4 separate regions of the Sus scrofa genome follow, and regions 1, 2 and 3 are each linked to region 4. A link is a contact called in public Hi-C, HiChIP or PLAC-seq and promoter capture Hi-C data. All regions are on one chromosome and are shown on one strand. The core of a region is the stretch at or near the end of the contact, and the rest is flanking DNA. Distances in the headings are between cores, read along the strand shown.

The links. Promoter capture Hi-C pulls out the DNA fragments that hold promoters and counts their contacts. Hi-C and Micro-C count contacts between places; a contact is called where the count stands out from the background. HiChIP or PLAC-seq counts read pairs in DNA pulled down with a chosen protein or histone mark.
Region 1: an H3K27ac HiChIP or PLAC-seq map of skeletal muscle shows a contact between it and region 4, with 2.7 times the contacts expected there. The contact joins the promoter of TMED1 here to the promoter of CDC37 in region 4. A contact is called at or near these places in 2 of 2 datasets of contacts at active chromatin or transcription factors (alveolar macrophages and skeletal muscle).
Region 2: a promoter capture Hi-C map of liver shows a contact between it and region 4, with 6 times the contacts expected there. The contact joins the promoter of TIMM29 here to the promoter of CDC37 in region 4. A contact is called at or near these places in 1 of 5 promoter capture datasets (liver) and 1 of 47 Hi-C or Micro-C datasets (heart right ventricle).
Region 3: a Hi-C map of liver shows a contact between it and region 4, with 7 times the contacts expected there. The contact joins the promoter of DNM2 here to the promoter of CDC37 in region 4. A contact is called at or near these places in 2 of 5 promoter capture datasets (fetal liver and liver), 3 of 47 Hi-C or Micro-C datasets (embryonic fibroblasts, heart right ventricle and liver) and 1 of 2 datasets of contacts at active chromatin or transcription factors (alveolar macrophages).

Annotation. Positions count from the first base shown.
Region 1 is chr2:69,574,054-69,577,675 of Sscrofa11.1, reverse strand. TMED1 (transmembrane emp24 domain-containing protein 1) reads left to right here and starts at 1,255. Exons shown (of 4, transcript XM_003354060.4): 1 at 1,255-1,805; 2 at 2,496-2,593; 3 at 2,737-2,920; 4 at 3,532-3,622. The coding sequence starts at 1,623. DNM2 (dynamin-2) reads right to left here. Exons shown (of 20, transcript XM_021083818.1): 20 at 3,249-3,622.
Region 2 is chr2:69,648,132-69,651,769 of Sscrofa11.1, reverse strand. It overlaps TIMM29 (mitochondrial import inner membrane translocase subunit Tim29), which reads right to left and starts at 2,100. Exons shown (of 2, transcript XM_003123205.4): 1 at 1,959-2,100; 2 at 1-1,881. The coding sequence starts at 2,052. The coding sequence ends at 1,193. It overlaps YIPF2 (protein YIPF2), which reads left to right and starts at 2,079. Exons shown (of 9, transcript XM_021083826.1): 1 at 2,079-2,290; 2 at 2,445-2,505; 3 at 2,882-3,039; 4 at 3,122-3,202. The coding sequence starts at 2,475.
Region 3 is chr2:69,472,298-69,475,604 of Sscrofa11.1, reverse strand. It overlaps DNM2 (dynamin-2), which reads right to left and starts at 1,592. Exons shown (of 20, transcript XM_021083818.1): 1 at 1,200-1,592. The coding sequence starts at 1,360.
Region 4 is chr2:69,211,279-69,214,546 of Sscrofa11.1, reverse strand. CDC37 (cell division cycle 37) reads left to right here and starts at 1,638. Exons shown (of 8, transcript NM_001123096.1): 1 at 1,638-1,833. The coding sequence starts at 1,732. It overlaps LOC110259341 (a long non-coding RNA gene), which reads right to left and starts at 1,715. Exons shown (of 3, transcript XR_002341637.1): 1 at 229-1,715.

The DNA.
Region 1 (3,622 bases), core at 6-2,505, 360 kb before region 4:
TCATTCTTCACAACTACTTCAAAGTGTCTGAGTAGTCTGAATGACAGAAACACTTGGAATGAAAAAGAGTATCAAACGTGACCACCAGTGAACTTTGACATTACAAAGTGCTCCTTCCCCAAGCTCTCCAAATGCAAGAAAGGGCTGACTACCACTAGCTGTACTCTAAGAGTAATTGTTACCACCTGCTAATCTCTCTCAGGCCTAACTTGATTCAAAATTTCCATGTAAACTTTTTTTTTTGGTCTTTTTGCCTTTTCTAGGGCCACTCCTGCGGCATATGGAGGTTCCCAGGCTAGGGGTCTAATTGGAGGTGCAGCCGCCGGCCCCAGAGCTACAGCAAAGCGGGATCTGAGCCGCGTCTGCGATCTATACCACAGCTCACGGCAACGCCGGATCCCTAACCCACTGAGCAAGGCCGAGGGATCGAACCCGCAACCTCATGGTTCCTAGTCAGATTCGTTAACCACTGCGCCACGATGGGAACTCCTCCATCTAAACATTTTGTGTTATGTTTAGATGGAAACACCAAATAAGTGTTCCTTTCCAATGACGTCTTTGCTAATCTGTCTGTTTTCCAGAGGGAGGTCGACTCCAAATTCTCTAAACCAGACTGAAAGACACAACGCCCAATGGAGGAAGAGAAACCCAGAATAAAACAGCTATTTACCGAAGGTCTATGATGTGGCAAGCACTAAATAAACATCATCTCACAACAGCCCAACGAAGTAGGACTAATATCACCCATTTTACGGATGAGGCAATTGAGGTCCAGTAGTGAAGCCCGTGGCGTGTCTTGAACTGAGCAACCTCTCAAGCCCACACTCTTCTTCCCGCTTCTTGCTAATGCTAAGCAACTGGGCTGTCGTTCCTCATACCCTGGGCTACTTCAATCACCGTTTACCTGCTGACCATCGAGTTTGAGACCCTTTGGGGTTTAGGGTGGGGACAGGCCTCTCTGACTCTGGGCAAGAAATGCAGTGCTCATTAGGCTCCTCATCTCACTTCTCATCACCTCCAATTTACAGAAGAGGAAACGGAAAAAATGACGGTCCTAAGATGCTAGGAAATGAGGAGGTCAGGCGTCGGACCAGCGACCACGATTACAGACGCAGAATAAGCCTGAACCACGTTTATATAAAAAGGTCTCCACCCGCCCTAGCTAAACCTTTTTATATGCTAGTCCTACGGGTCGCGTGGAGGGCCATGCCCCACCTCTATTTTTGACCAGCTACATCCACATTGAATCGCACAAGGGTCGTCGCGTGCGGGGTACTCTGGGAAAACAGCAAGGACCCAGCCGCCTCTACCATCGTTGTCTTAGATTTTGCCTGAGAAGAATATGCCATCATGGTACTTATTCTTTTAAACTTTCCCCCAACAGCGTTTGGGACCAGAAGTGGAGGCTTTTCAAAGATAGAGTGTGTAGGAAGTCCAGCGTTTTTAGGTTCATCAGGCATTTATTCGGTCAACTAGTCTCTCAGGGGGTCCTGCACTCCTAGCTCCGCGGCCTTCAGACAACGGAGTGAAGCGGCGGCCAATGAGTTCCGTCGAGTAGCAGAAGGGGCAGGGCTAACCCTTAAAGGAACCGCGACCTGTTAGCAAATCGGAGGGTGACCCAGATGATGGCGGCCAGCACGGCCCTAGCCTTGGCCCTATGGCTACTATTGCCTCCAGTGGAGGTAGGAGGGGCAGGGCCCCCACCGATCCAGGATGGCGAGTTTACATTCCTGCTTCCTGCGGGGCGGAAGCAATGTTTCTATCAGTCTGCGCCGGCCAACGCAAGCCTGGAGACTGAGTACCAGGTAGAGGGTGCCGGATCGGGGAGCCGGCGAAGACAGGGAGAGGGGGCGTGGCCAAACTGAGCCAGCGATGCATGCCTTGAAGAAGGAAGGAGGAGGAGCCCGTGCGTAAGAACGCGGGGTCTGAGTCAGGGAGAGCTAGGGGCGGGGGTAGTGCTTTGGAGAGGAAGGGGTGGATGTTTCGGACAAAGGCGGGGCTAGAAATGGGAGAGCGGGGAGGCGGGGCCATTGAAAGAGGGAGGCCTTCAGCGGGCAGGACTCTCGCGGGTGGGCGTGGCCTAAAGAGGTGTCAATTGAGGTGGAGGCGTGGCCATGATGTGGCACAAGAAAGGGAGTGGCCAACACGAGGATTTCCCGGGGAAAGGGTGAAGGCAAGGGCTTCAAGCAAGGCTCCATTATATTATTTGGGTTGTGGCCAAGCCGGACATAATCTGGTAAACGTTGATTAAGAACTGTGTATGCGGGCGTGACCAGATTTAGGAGCCCATCCCAAGGCCCCCCAAATCTATGGAGGCGGAGCCAAGGCAAGGGGCGTGGCCAAAAGGAGTGGAAGGGGCAGGACCACCGTGAGGGTGGTTTCCAAGCTCCGGTAGGCCCCTGGTGATGGTCTGCTTGGGTCGGTCCAGTCATGGCCTTCTGCCAGGTGCCCTTGGTCTACCCTTAGTCCTCCACCCGCTCTTACCTGCCCCCCAGGTGATCGCAGGTGCTGGGCTGGACGTGGATTTCACTCTGGAGAGCCCTCAGGGAGTGCTGCTGGTCAGCGAGTCCCGCAAGGCAGATGGTGTGCACACGTGAGTTACGTCCCGGTGGCTGCCCAGGTTCAGTTACAGTCCTGCCCCTCTCTGGCGGCCTCGGGTTACCACCCTGCCTGCCTCGAAAAGTCCAACTGGACAGCCAGTCCAGACCATGTCAGTGTGTCTTTCTGTCTGTCCAGGGTGGAGCCCACGGAGGCAGGGGACTACAAACTGTGCTTTGACAACTCCTTCAGCACAATCTCCGAGAAGCTCGTGTTCTTTGAACTCATCTTTGACAGCCTGCAGGATGATGAAGAGGTGGAGGGCTGGGCAGAGGCTGTGGAGCCTGAGGAGATGCTGGATGTCAAGATGGAGGACATCAAGGTGTGCCCAGGTGGAGGTGGGGCCACTCCTCTCAGATTTCTGTCTTTGGGCTCTGCACTCTCACCTTGGCTGGGGTCCCCCTTGGCCTGACCTAGCCTTTCCTATATATGGGTGCCCCCAACTTAATAACAATAGAACATTTCTAGGTGTAAACCTTGTTGTAAGAGCTTAAATAACTTGTTAGATCTCCATAACCACCTTATATAGGTAGTATACGCTAATTATCCCCCATTTTGCAGTTGGGGAAACTGATGCACAAGATGGCTAAGTAACTCTTCTAAGGCCACACAGCCAGCAACTTACAGAGCCAATATTTGAACACAGGCAGTCTGGCTTCACTAACTATTTATTAACCATAGTAAGTATGTTCTTTATACTTCATTAGGCATTCAATTCTCACGGCAACTTGGAGGTTTAATTCTGAGGAGGAAACTGAGGCCCAGAGAGATTATTTACTTGCTCATGGTCACACAGCCAGAGAGTGGTGGAAGGATTTAGACTCAGGCAGCCTGGCCACTGAGTCTGTGCTCTCAGCTCTCTGCCCCCAAACACGAATTCTCACACTATTCTGCATGACAGAGGCTCACCCTGCTTCTCCCTCTGTGCCACAGGAGTCCATTGAGACCATGAGGACCCGGCTTGAGCGCAGCATCCAAATGCTGACTCTGCTGCGGGCCTTTGAGGCACGTGACCGCAACCTGC
Region 2 (3,638 bases), core at 851-3,350, 440 kb before region 4:
TTCCATTTGCTGTGGGTGCAGCCCTAAAAAAATAGGGTCAGGGGAGGTTGTTTTTGCAAAAAGTTTTGTCGTAAAATCCAAATAATCATACCAATGTTAATTTCTTGGGTTGGTAATGATTACATAAGTTATGACGGGGGGGGGGGGGGAGGGGGGGGAAGCTGGGTGAAGATACACAGGATGTCTATTTTTCCAGTCTCCTCTGAAACTATAAAAATTTTTTTTGTCTTTTTGCTATTTCTTGGGCTGCCCCTGTGGCATATGGAGGTTCCCAGGCTAGGGGTCTAATTGGAGCTGTAGCCACCGGCCTACGCCAGAGCCACAGCAACGCGGGATCCCAGCCGCGTCTGCAACCTACACCACAGCTCACGGCAACGCCGGATCGTTAACGCACTGAGCAAGGGCAGGGACCGAACCCGCAACCTCATGGTTCCTAGTCGGATTCGTTAACCACTGCATCACGACGGGAACTCCTGAAATTATAAATTTTTTAAAAATTAATTTAAAAAAACATTTTAGTCATGGAAACAGGATAAACATTTCAGTTCAAATTTTAAAATGAAAATCTAGGAGTTCCCATCATTGTGAAAAAATCGGACTAGGAACCATGAGATTGCAGGTTCCATCCCTGGCCTCTCTCAGTGGGTTAAGGATCCAATGTTGCCCTGAGCTGTGGTGTAGGTCGCAGATGCGGCTTGGATCCCACGTTGTTGTGGCTATGGTGTAGGCCAGGGGCTACAGCTCTGATTAGACCCCTAGCCTGGCAACCTCCATATGCCGTAGGTGCGGACCTAAAAGAACAAAAAAAAGAAAAAAGAAAATCTAAAAGTTCTTAGGAGAGCTTGGGAGTCACCTAACAACTGTGATACCTCAGTCGGAGGAATCTTTAAGCCCAGTGCAAAGGCTTATTTCCATCTAAGGCTCCTCACTAACTCTGGCAGTGATAAATGTTACAAGGCATGTCCTTCTGCTCTTCCCAACTCCAAGACCAAGGAGGCTCTGAATTAGCGTCAACTCACAAGGAACAGGTGAGAGGGAGGCCCTCAATTTTGTGAAAACCCACGGAGAGATCACTGCACACAATTTATTTCCATCGCTCTACGTCTGAGGCTGATTCTCACCAACGGCACAATCCTTGATCGGCAGTCTGCTTGGGCTCAGGATCCGGTCAGGACCCAGGCCGCAATGGGTTTCATCTAGCGACTTCCGAGGGCGCCAGGGGATCGGCTTGGCTCAGGGCGAGCTGGTCTTTCTTCTCCTTCTGCAGGACCTGCTCCTCCCACAGCGCCTGATCCACCTGATCGTCGGTGAGCACTACAGGCTTGTACTTCTCATCGAAGAGCCGCTCGTTGGCTTCCGAGTGCAGCTGGTGGGGCTCCACGACGCGTAGATGTGCCGGCAGGTGCAGGAACTCGTCGTGGTTGATGTCGCAGTCGCGCATCCGGGCCCCCAGCACCCACCAGCGGCCCACGAAGCCCACATCCAAGATCCGGTCCGGGAAGTCCGCCCAGCGGGGCTGCAGGTAGCGGCAGCGGGCCTGGTAGAGGCTGACCTGGGCGTCGAACGGCGCCTCGTACACAAGCGAGCAGAGGCCCAGGCTCACGTGGCGCAGGCGGCCGCGACCCCGCAGCCAGAGCAGCCGCTGCACAAATGCTTCAGAATCGCGGTTGCGTGTGGCCGGCGCCAACAGCAGGAGCGTCCCCGACGCATCCAGCAGCGCCTCCTCAAAGGCTGCCTCACTCGGCGCCAGGGCGCAGCAGGCCGCCGCGCCGCCCAGCAGCCCCACGTACACGGCTGCACGCCCGGGCCGGGCTCGCGCTGCCGCCGCCGCGTCTCTGCAGGCCTCTGCGTAGTCCTGGAGCAGCGCGCGGGCCCAAGCTCCTGAGAGGAGAGAAGCGCGATGAGGGCGGTCGGGCCGCTGCGGCCCCCCACCCCCACCGCCTAGCGCCTCTACTCACCCAACCGCGCCCACACGCCAGGCTTTGCAGCCGCAGCGTCCCCCGCCTCCCCACGGCTTCGGGACCACAACCTCTTCAGTGCAGCGGCCGCCATCCTCTTCCGGCTGGGCGTCCCTACTCCGAAAAGAAACGCCTGGTATGCGAAACAAAAAGATCCGGTGAATATCTTCTGCGCAAGCGTCAACATTTCCGGAGGTAGTTTCCCATCGGAAGACGATAGAAAACGGACCGACGCCGGATGTTGCTGTCGGGTCCGACTGGGGTTGCCCCGGCTGGTAGGCGGGTCGCGCAGGCGCAGAGAGTACCGGCCACGCCAGTTGAGGCGGCCTCAGGTGAGGTGGGCGGGGGTGCACCTGGGGGGCGGGAGTGCTGTGTTCACGCCCCTGCGGTACGGTCAGCCGCCAAACGGGGCTCGGGGCTGAGGGTTGGCTTCAAGGAGTGGCGCTGAGTGGGGTTGGGGTGGGCCTGATTGGCCTCTCTCCTCAGAGCGGGATGCGGCGACGCCCCTGAGTGATCATGGCAGCGGCGGACGAGCTGGCCTTCCACGGTGAGTGCCGCCGCGGTCTGACCCCACTCCTACTCCCTCCACTGGCCAGAACCTCCCATCCAGGTCCCAGCTCACATCTAACCGGAATCCCAGTCAGCTGTGAAACCTGACCCAGGCAGGAACCTCGCTCCAGCCCTAAACTCAGACCTCAAACCTGAGCCTCTACCCCATACCAGCCCTCAATTGCGGTCCAGTGTTAGGAGTGAGGGGAAGGGGACACACCTCTTTCCCACTCCCCAAAATTGAGGAAGCTGTACCCTGGGTTGGGGGGAACACCGAGGTGGTCACAGTTAGTCTTGGCCCCCAGATGAGCAGTGGGCAGAACCAAATTGTCTTGACCCCTTCAAATACACCTGTGTCCCATATTCCTTCTCAGCAGAGTTCGAGGAAGCCACTAATTTGCTGGCCCAGACCCCAGAAGCGACCACCACCAGAAGTGATCAGTTGACCCCCCAGGGGCATGTGGCTGTGGCCATGGGCTCAGGGGGCAGCTATGGAACTGAGGATGATGCAGAGGAGAGTGACAAGGCAGCGGTGGGTCCCCTAAGTCTCTGTGCCCTGCCTTTGTCTAGTCCCTGCTGCCCTTCACCCCTCACTGAAAGCCCACACTGTTCAGCTCCTACAGGAGGAGAAGCAGCAGCCTGGTTTCTGGACCTTTGGCTACTATCAGACATTCTTTGACGTGGACACTTCACAGGTCAGACCCGGGGAGTTGGTGGAATGGGGCTCAGAGTCACACTTGGGGTTCAGCCACTAGTCACTGAGCATTTCCTGCGCACCAGGCCCTGAGCAAGTGCTAGCAATACTCATATGAGAGAACAAGAGTCCTACCCAGGCTGGTAGATGTAACTGTGTGGACTGCAAGGATTTTGATGTGTGACAGGGAACACACGTGATATGGTGGGTTAGGGAAGGACCCCTTGGGAGAGATGAGGAATTTGCTGACACTTAAAGGAGAAGGTAGATTTAGCCAGGCAGAGTGGAAGGAAGCTTAAGTACGTTCCAGGCCCAGGAAACAGCATAGGTAGAGGAGCAGTAATGAGAGAAGACAAAAACTACTGCAGAGGCCTTGTATCACTCAGTCTGGAGAGTGAAATGGGAGACAGGTGGAGAGAATCCAGGTCACAGGGGTC
Region 3 (3,307 bases), core at 343-2,842, 260 kb before region 4:
GCAGAAGGGCAAGAAGTGGGGGAAGGGAGAGAGAAGAACCTAATTACATCCATTAGCTTCCTGAATCCTAGGAAACAGCCCACAGAATGGAATATGTCCACAGGACAGAGAGCCAAACTGAGACTTCTCAGAACTATCCAAAAAAGGCTGTATTCCAGATCTTGCCTGATCAGGTAAGAAGTTCCTTCCCAGGATCCAGGAAGGGCCCCCCACATTTGCAGGCTTTAGCTTGGGGGGCTGGCCCCTATGTTCTAGGGCCATGGAGGTACCCTGACATGGACCAGGAAAGAGTCCTGGAGAAAGATTCCCCCGAGGGTTCTACTTCCAATTGAGAGGAGTTCCAGTCTCACCCTTCAGCTCCCTTTCTCTCTGCATCCTCCACCACCCCCTGCCACAGTGGTGGGGTCAGACAGTCAGTCCGCTATGGCACAAACAGGCAGATTAGGAGAAGGTCAGATAGTAGGACAGACAGACAAAGGTTCCACTTGGAAAAGAGGAGCCAGCGTTCACCAGGCACTAAGCTTTAGAGTCAGCCCAGGAGAGCCAGGCAACAGGGTCCCCAAGGGTCAGCCAGCCAGTCAGACAGCAGAGGCCAGCTGGAGGTAACCCAAGAGAGGAAGAGATAAGTGTTAAAGTCTGTGAAGTGCACGGATGGGCAGCCGGACAGGACAGGTCATCCTAGATAGCTGGCCAGGCAGCAGGGGGCTGCTCTGCGGTACTGGACAGATGGACAGCCAAATGGTGGTGGTGGCAGAAGCCTATCCAGGACAGAGAGACAGCCAACGAGACGGCAGGAACTGCTCCAGATAAATGAACAGCCAGTCAGACCGCAGGGGTCGGCCCAATGGATATCTAAGTGACAGGTTTCGGACAGACAGGGAAGGGGAACCTGCCCCTGACACACAGGCAACCATATGGTAGAATTCACCCACTATAGCTGAGGACCAGAGAATCGGCAGAAATCCACCGCACCTTCTGGCCCTCGCCCATGAGATACCCCTTTAGCCTGGGCCGGCTCCCCACCTCCTGCAAGGAGCCCTCCGCCCAGGGCGTCCCACAGGGCCCGCCTCCCTGTCCCCGTCCCCGTCGCGGGCACGCAAGCGCCGCAGTTACGCCGGCGGCGCAGGGCGCGCCATTCCCGGTCCGCCCTCCGCGCCCTAGGCCGCCGCCCGCCCGCCGTCGCCGCCACGCTCGCTCACCGGCCCACGAAGTTCTCGAGCACTGAGCTCTTGCCGGCGCTCTGGCCGCCCACCACGGCAATCTGCGGCAGGTCCAGGTGGCAGCTCTGGCCGATGGAGCTGAAGGCATCCTGCAGCTTGTTGACCAGCGGGATCAGTTCTTCCATCCCGCGGTTGCCCATGGCGCCGGTGGCCCCGGCCCGAGCGCCCCGCGCTCCCCACCCGCCCCTGCCTTCAACGACGCGGCCCCGCGGCGTCCACGGCCGTTGCTCCCCGTCCGCCCGGGCCTCGGCGCGACGCCCGCTCCCGGCTCGGCCTCACGGTCGCCGCCTCATCCGGTTCTCAGGCGACACCCGACCCAAGCGACCTCCCGCCCGGGGCCCTGGGGCTGCGCCCAAAGCCCTCGCCCCACCCCCGGTTGGTCAGCCGCGCTGTCGCTCGTGCACCCAAGCCAGTGAAAGGGAGGCACGGACCTACAGCTGAATGAACCTTCCCCCCCGGGGACTTTCTCTCAGTCTCATTGGACGCGAGAACTGTCGCTATTGTAGAACAGCCAATAGCAGCGTGAAGCGAGTTGTTCAGGCCGGGAGGCGGTGTTTCGGAAAAAGGCATGTTAGCCCCGCCCATTGGGGGAGTTCCCGGATGGCAGGCCCATCCGCCAGTTTTATTGGCAGGGAGACCGGCCAGTCAACAAAATTGGCCAGTGATATTAAGGATCGATTCTTAAACACAGATCTGTCACTCGACTCTACCTAGTTCCCTAAAAATTTCCCATTGGTTTATATAAATATCACTCCGTTCCGTCAGCCAACAAATCAAGAGGGTGGGATTTAACCTCGAATCTTGACGCTAATTGGACGATGTATCTGTCCATCAAAGAATCACAAGCGCTTACTTGTGATTGTCGTAGGTCGGCTAGTCTTCTGAAGCAAAGAGTAGACCCAAAGTACTCGCCAACGTGCGCCACCTTGTGGACCCAGTGGTGATGGTCACGCCTGAGTTCCTCGGCTCTTAAAAAAAACTACAAGTCCCAGAATGCGTCTTGGCCGTGAGCTCACAAATCAGCTCCTTGCGCGGGGACCCAGTGCACTTTGAAGGTGAGAATCAGGCGATTAGTGGTTCCTAGGGAGAAGCAGGCTAGCTCGGCCTCGCTAGCTCCCACGCCTCCAGACCCTGGCGAATGCTGTGTCCTCCCGTAGGAATACCGTCTGATGACGCCTGTGTTGATGCAGCTGACGCTCCAACGTCGTTCCTCTGATTCTTCAACTTTAGCACATCTTGGATCTTTTTGAGTACTCAATGAAACTCAACGGAACTTCTCCCCAGAAAGTTCTCCCCTATTATTTTGCAGGCAACGCTGGGGATTCTGGGAACTGGGACTCTTGACCACTTGGAAGAGGCGGGGGAGTTCCGGCTGTGATACAGCGGGTTAAGGATCTGGCTTTGTCTCTGTGGCAGCGAGGGTTCGGTCCCTCAGCCGGCGCAGTGGGTTTAAATTCTGACGCTGTGGCAACTATGACGCTGTCGCTGGGATTCGATCCCTGGCCCGAGAATTTCCATGTGCTGACGGTGCAGCCAAAAAAAAAAGGAAGCCGGGAATAGATGGACTGACTTTAACAGAAGTGATCTGATTCCTCTGGACAAAGATAGGCCAGAGGCAGCCCAATAAGGAGCCAGGAGCAAAGGAGGTGGGGAAGTGGGCTGAGGGGGCAGGGCAGTAACAGGGGAAAGAAGAAAAAATGAGTAAGAGGATGGCAGAGTGGCCAAAGTTACAGGCCTGCTCCCTGACCCAAGACCCAGGTCTCAGAGACAGGCAAAAAGATGGCCCAAAATGATTGGCACTGCAGCCTTGACTATGATGGCAGAAACCTGGAAACATCCTAACTGCCCATCCATGGAGCTCATGAAATAAATACTATGTAGCAGCTATAAAAAAAGGATTGAGGAAGTTTTCATGTAGTGACATATAAACAATTTGAGCTACACTGAGAAAAGGAAGAAAAGCAAGGTACAGAACTGCATGTAAAGGATGGCAACATTCACGAAAATAATGTACAGGTGGAAAATTTCTGGAAGAATACACAAACTGATAAATGTAGTTGAATTCTTTATGATATTTAAATTGTAGA
Region 4 (3,268 bases), core at 389-2,888:
GGTAGAGACCCCCGTGTATACCCGGAATCCCCGACATCCGGGGTTCTCCCCACACACCTTCAGCCCAGAAGCCGGCCTGAAGCCCTCAGAGGGCGTACAGGGGGGACTTTGATTTTAATGGGGGGTACCTGACTTTTCTGGGGGACAGGAAAACTCCCTCCGTCTTAGCCCCCTCCCTCTTGGGCGCCAGGTTCCCCTCCCCACCGCAGCTTTTAGCCCAAATCTTACCTTGCAGGGGGACTGGGGAGGGGATGCCCCGCCCTCTCCGGCCTGGGGGGCGGGAGGGGACAGGGGTGTCCAGACCCTTTGTTGTTTGCTGGTGTGTGTGTGTGTGTGTGTGTGTGTGTGTGTGTGCGCGCGCGCGCACGCGCGATTGTCAGACCTGAGGTGTGGGTCCGTGCGCGCGCGAGCCCAGGCCGTGACGGCTGCTGAGATGCTGGACTGCCGGGGCTGGAGAGGGAGGAGGAGGAGAGGGGGACTCCCCCGCCCCCGCCCGCCTCCTTGCCGGTTTGAATGAAGCGTGAGGGGGAGGGGAGGCAGCGGGCAGGAGCTTTGTCAGGACGTGTCCCCTCCCCTTCCCCCGACTGGGGAATCCCCTCCCATCCCCCCTGCGCCCCCATTTAGAGACCTTTACTCCTTTCTCTCCAGCCTTTTCCCTCCAAACGCCCACTCTGGGGGAGTCTGGAAGAGGCGCCCTTCACGCAAGTGGTTGAAGCTTCTCCCATCCCCCACGCCATCGGAGCATCCTTTAATCTGAGATAATCCCGGCCCTAGGCTGCAACGCGGCCTTTTATCCTGGTATCAAAGCGTGGGTAGGGATATATGAAAGTGTGTGGCTGGGGTCGCTCAAGCTCAATGTAAGAGTCCTTAGAGCCCAGGACCAGAAAAGGGGCCCCAGACGAAAGGGGAAGGCCTGCTAGCGGTCCTAGAGCACTACCACCGGGAAAGATTCCCCACTTGGTGTGAGGCCAGAAGCACTGGCCGCTAGTTAGACATTGGTGCCACCCAGCGGCCGCACGGGGAGACGCTGTGGATCGGCTCCCGAGACTAGTTAAATGAAGTCTGGGTGATTCCGAAGGGGGGCGCGCGAATCCCCGTTCAGGAGTGGCAGAAGCGAGGAGGAGGCTGTGGTTCGAGCCGGGGAAACACCAGGCCCCAAGGCAGAGCCACAGCACTCCCATCACCTCCAACCCCTCAAGGGCAGGGCCATATCCTTCCTTCACTTAGACCCTCCCAGGACAGGGTCCTGTACCCCTCGGACTGGGAAGGTCCTTCCATATCAGACAACCTCCCCAACACAGCTAAATCCCCCTTCACAAGGAACCCAGCAGTGGGCTAGGGCTGACGTCACTGCAGCGTGGCTAAGAGGACAATCCTCTCCCTCAGGCTCGCCAACTGCTCACTTACGGCCGCCGTAAAGGCCCACTATGCGGCGGCAGGAGATTAGCGGGGCTCGAGGTTGGAGAACCCACTCATATACCCCCCAGGAAGTGCCCGAAGCAGGATGGGATGAGGTTTGAGGGAGAATCCCAGGAGTTGGGACACGTGCGCAGGGCTCTTTAAGAACTCGGTCGCCAGGGCCGCTGCCAGGGTTACTAAGGATGTGACGTCACGTGCGGGCGGGGGCGTGCGCGCCCAGACGGAAGCGGAAGGGGCGGGGCTCGGCGGTCCGAGTCTCCGTGCTGCCGCTACCGCCGCCAGAGTCGGAGCTGGCTGGGCCGCCAAGGCAAGATGGTGGACTACAGCGTGTGGGATCACATCGAGGTGTCTGACGATGAAGACGAGACGCACCCCAATATCGACACTGCCAGCCTCTTCCGCTGGAGGCACCAGGTAGAGCGCGCGCGGCCAGCCCCTTCCCCCACTCCCGGGTCTCTGCTTCAGAGTTCTGACTTCAGATACTGCTAGGAACCCGGCCATGGACACCTGAGATTCCCACCCTACAGTCTGGACTTTCAGTAGCGCCCAGGGTTCTTCGATTCAACTCCGGGATCCCAGAACTTCCGGGACCCTTGAGTCCCTTGCCTGCTATCCGAGCCTCCCCCTGCCGATTTCTTCTTGGAACTCCCAGTTCACCCCTAGGGCACCTTCTTCAGAGTTTAACTACCAAGACAAGCTTTGGGCTTCCCCCCCAGTTCCGTTTGGGACCTTCCATTTACGCTCCGAATCTTACCTCAGAATCTTGACCCTGATCCTATTCAAGTACCCCCTTGTGATCTTGGACATCCCATGGGCCCCTCCCAATCCCTAGAGTTCCCAGTACTTTAAGTTGTAAGTCTGTTCTTCGATCGGCCTTTCTGGGTCCCAGTGGTGATTCCCGTTTAGATCCAGAAATCCTCTAAATACAACAAGGAATTCTGTCCTTCCTTGAGATTTCTGTTCCTGGCGTGGGACTCCAGCCCACACCCAGGACCCCTTTCCTGGAACTTAAACCAGTGCCCATCAGTATCCTTAGTCCCATCTAGGACTGGCATTTTGAAACCTAGTTCCCTTTCAGATTGAACCACCAGCTCTACCCTTGATGGAGCTTCCAATTCCGGCCACTCTCCTTCAGCCTCACATACTGTAGACCCAGTTTCCCATTATGTCAGGAAATCCTACCCACGTGGCTTCCCCCCAGCTAGAGCCCCTGCCCCTGCTTGGTACTGCAGACCCAGTCACCAAACTCTCCCCCCCACCCAAGACAGGCTTCCTGTAGGAGTCAGCTTTGGAAAGCCTCATTCAAATGCAAGTCCAGGACCCAAACCCACCCCTTCTTCCTTCTGACCCTAGCATGGACTGCTGATCTCAGACACCCAGAGTGACCCTGCTTTTACCAGAAACCCTCCCAGTCTGATTCCAGATTCATTGCCCTACTTTTACTTATTCCCCAAATCCAGACTCCAGGATCCCAAAGTCTGTTCTCTTGCCCTTCTCCCACCCAGCAGTGTTCACAGGCCAGCAAAATAGCCCTCCTAAGATGTAATGTTCTAGCCTCCTGCTCCCCAAAATCAGAGCTCCGGCACCCACATTCCTGTGCCTATGAGACTTTGAAACTCAGGGCATATACCTCTCAGAACCTTCCAGTTAGGAATTCCTCACCCCATTTTTCCGTGTATCAGCTCCCAGTCCTTTTTCTAGAAACTCCTAGAAGGGCTCTTCCCCTTCCTGCCAAGACACAGCATGAGTCCCTACATCTGCTACCCAGTGCTAGTTCCAACCCATTCCTTAAAGCAGCAGTCTCCTGGGTAGTGTCCCTGCTGGGCAAGCCGCTGGAGTGTAAGAAGAA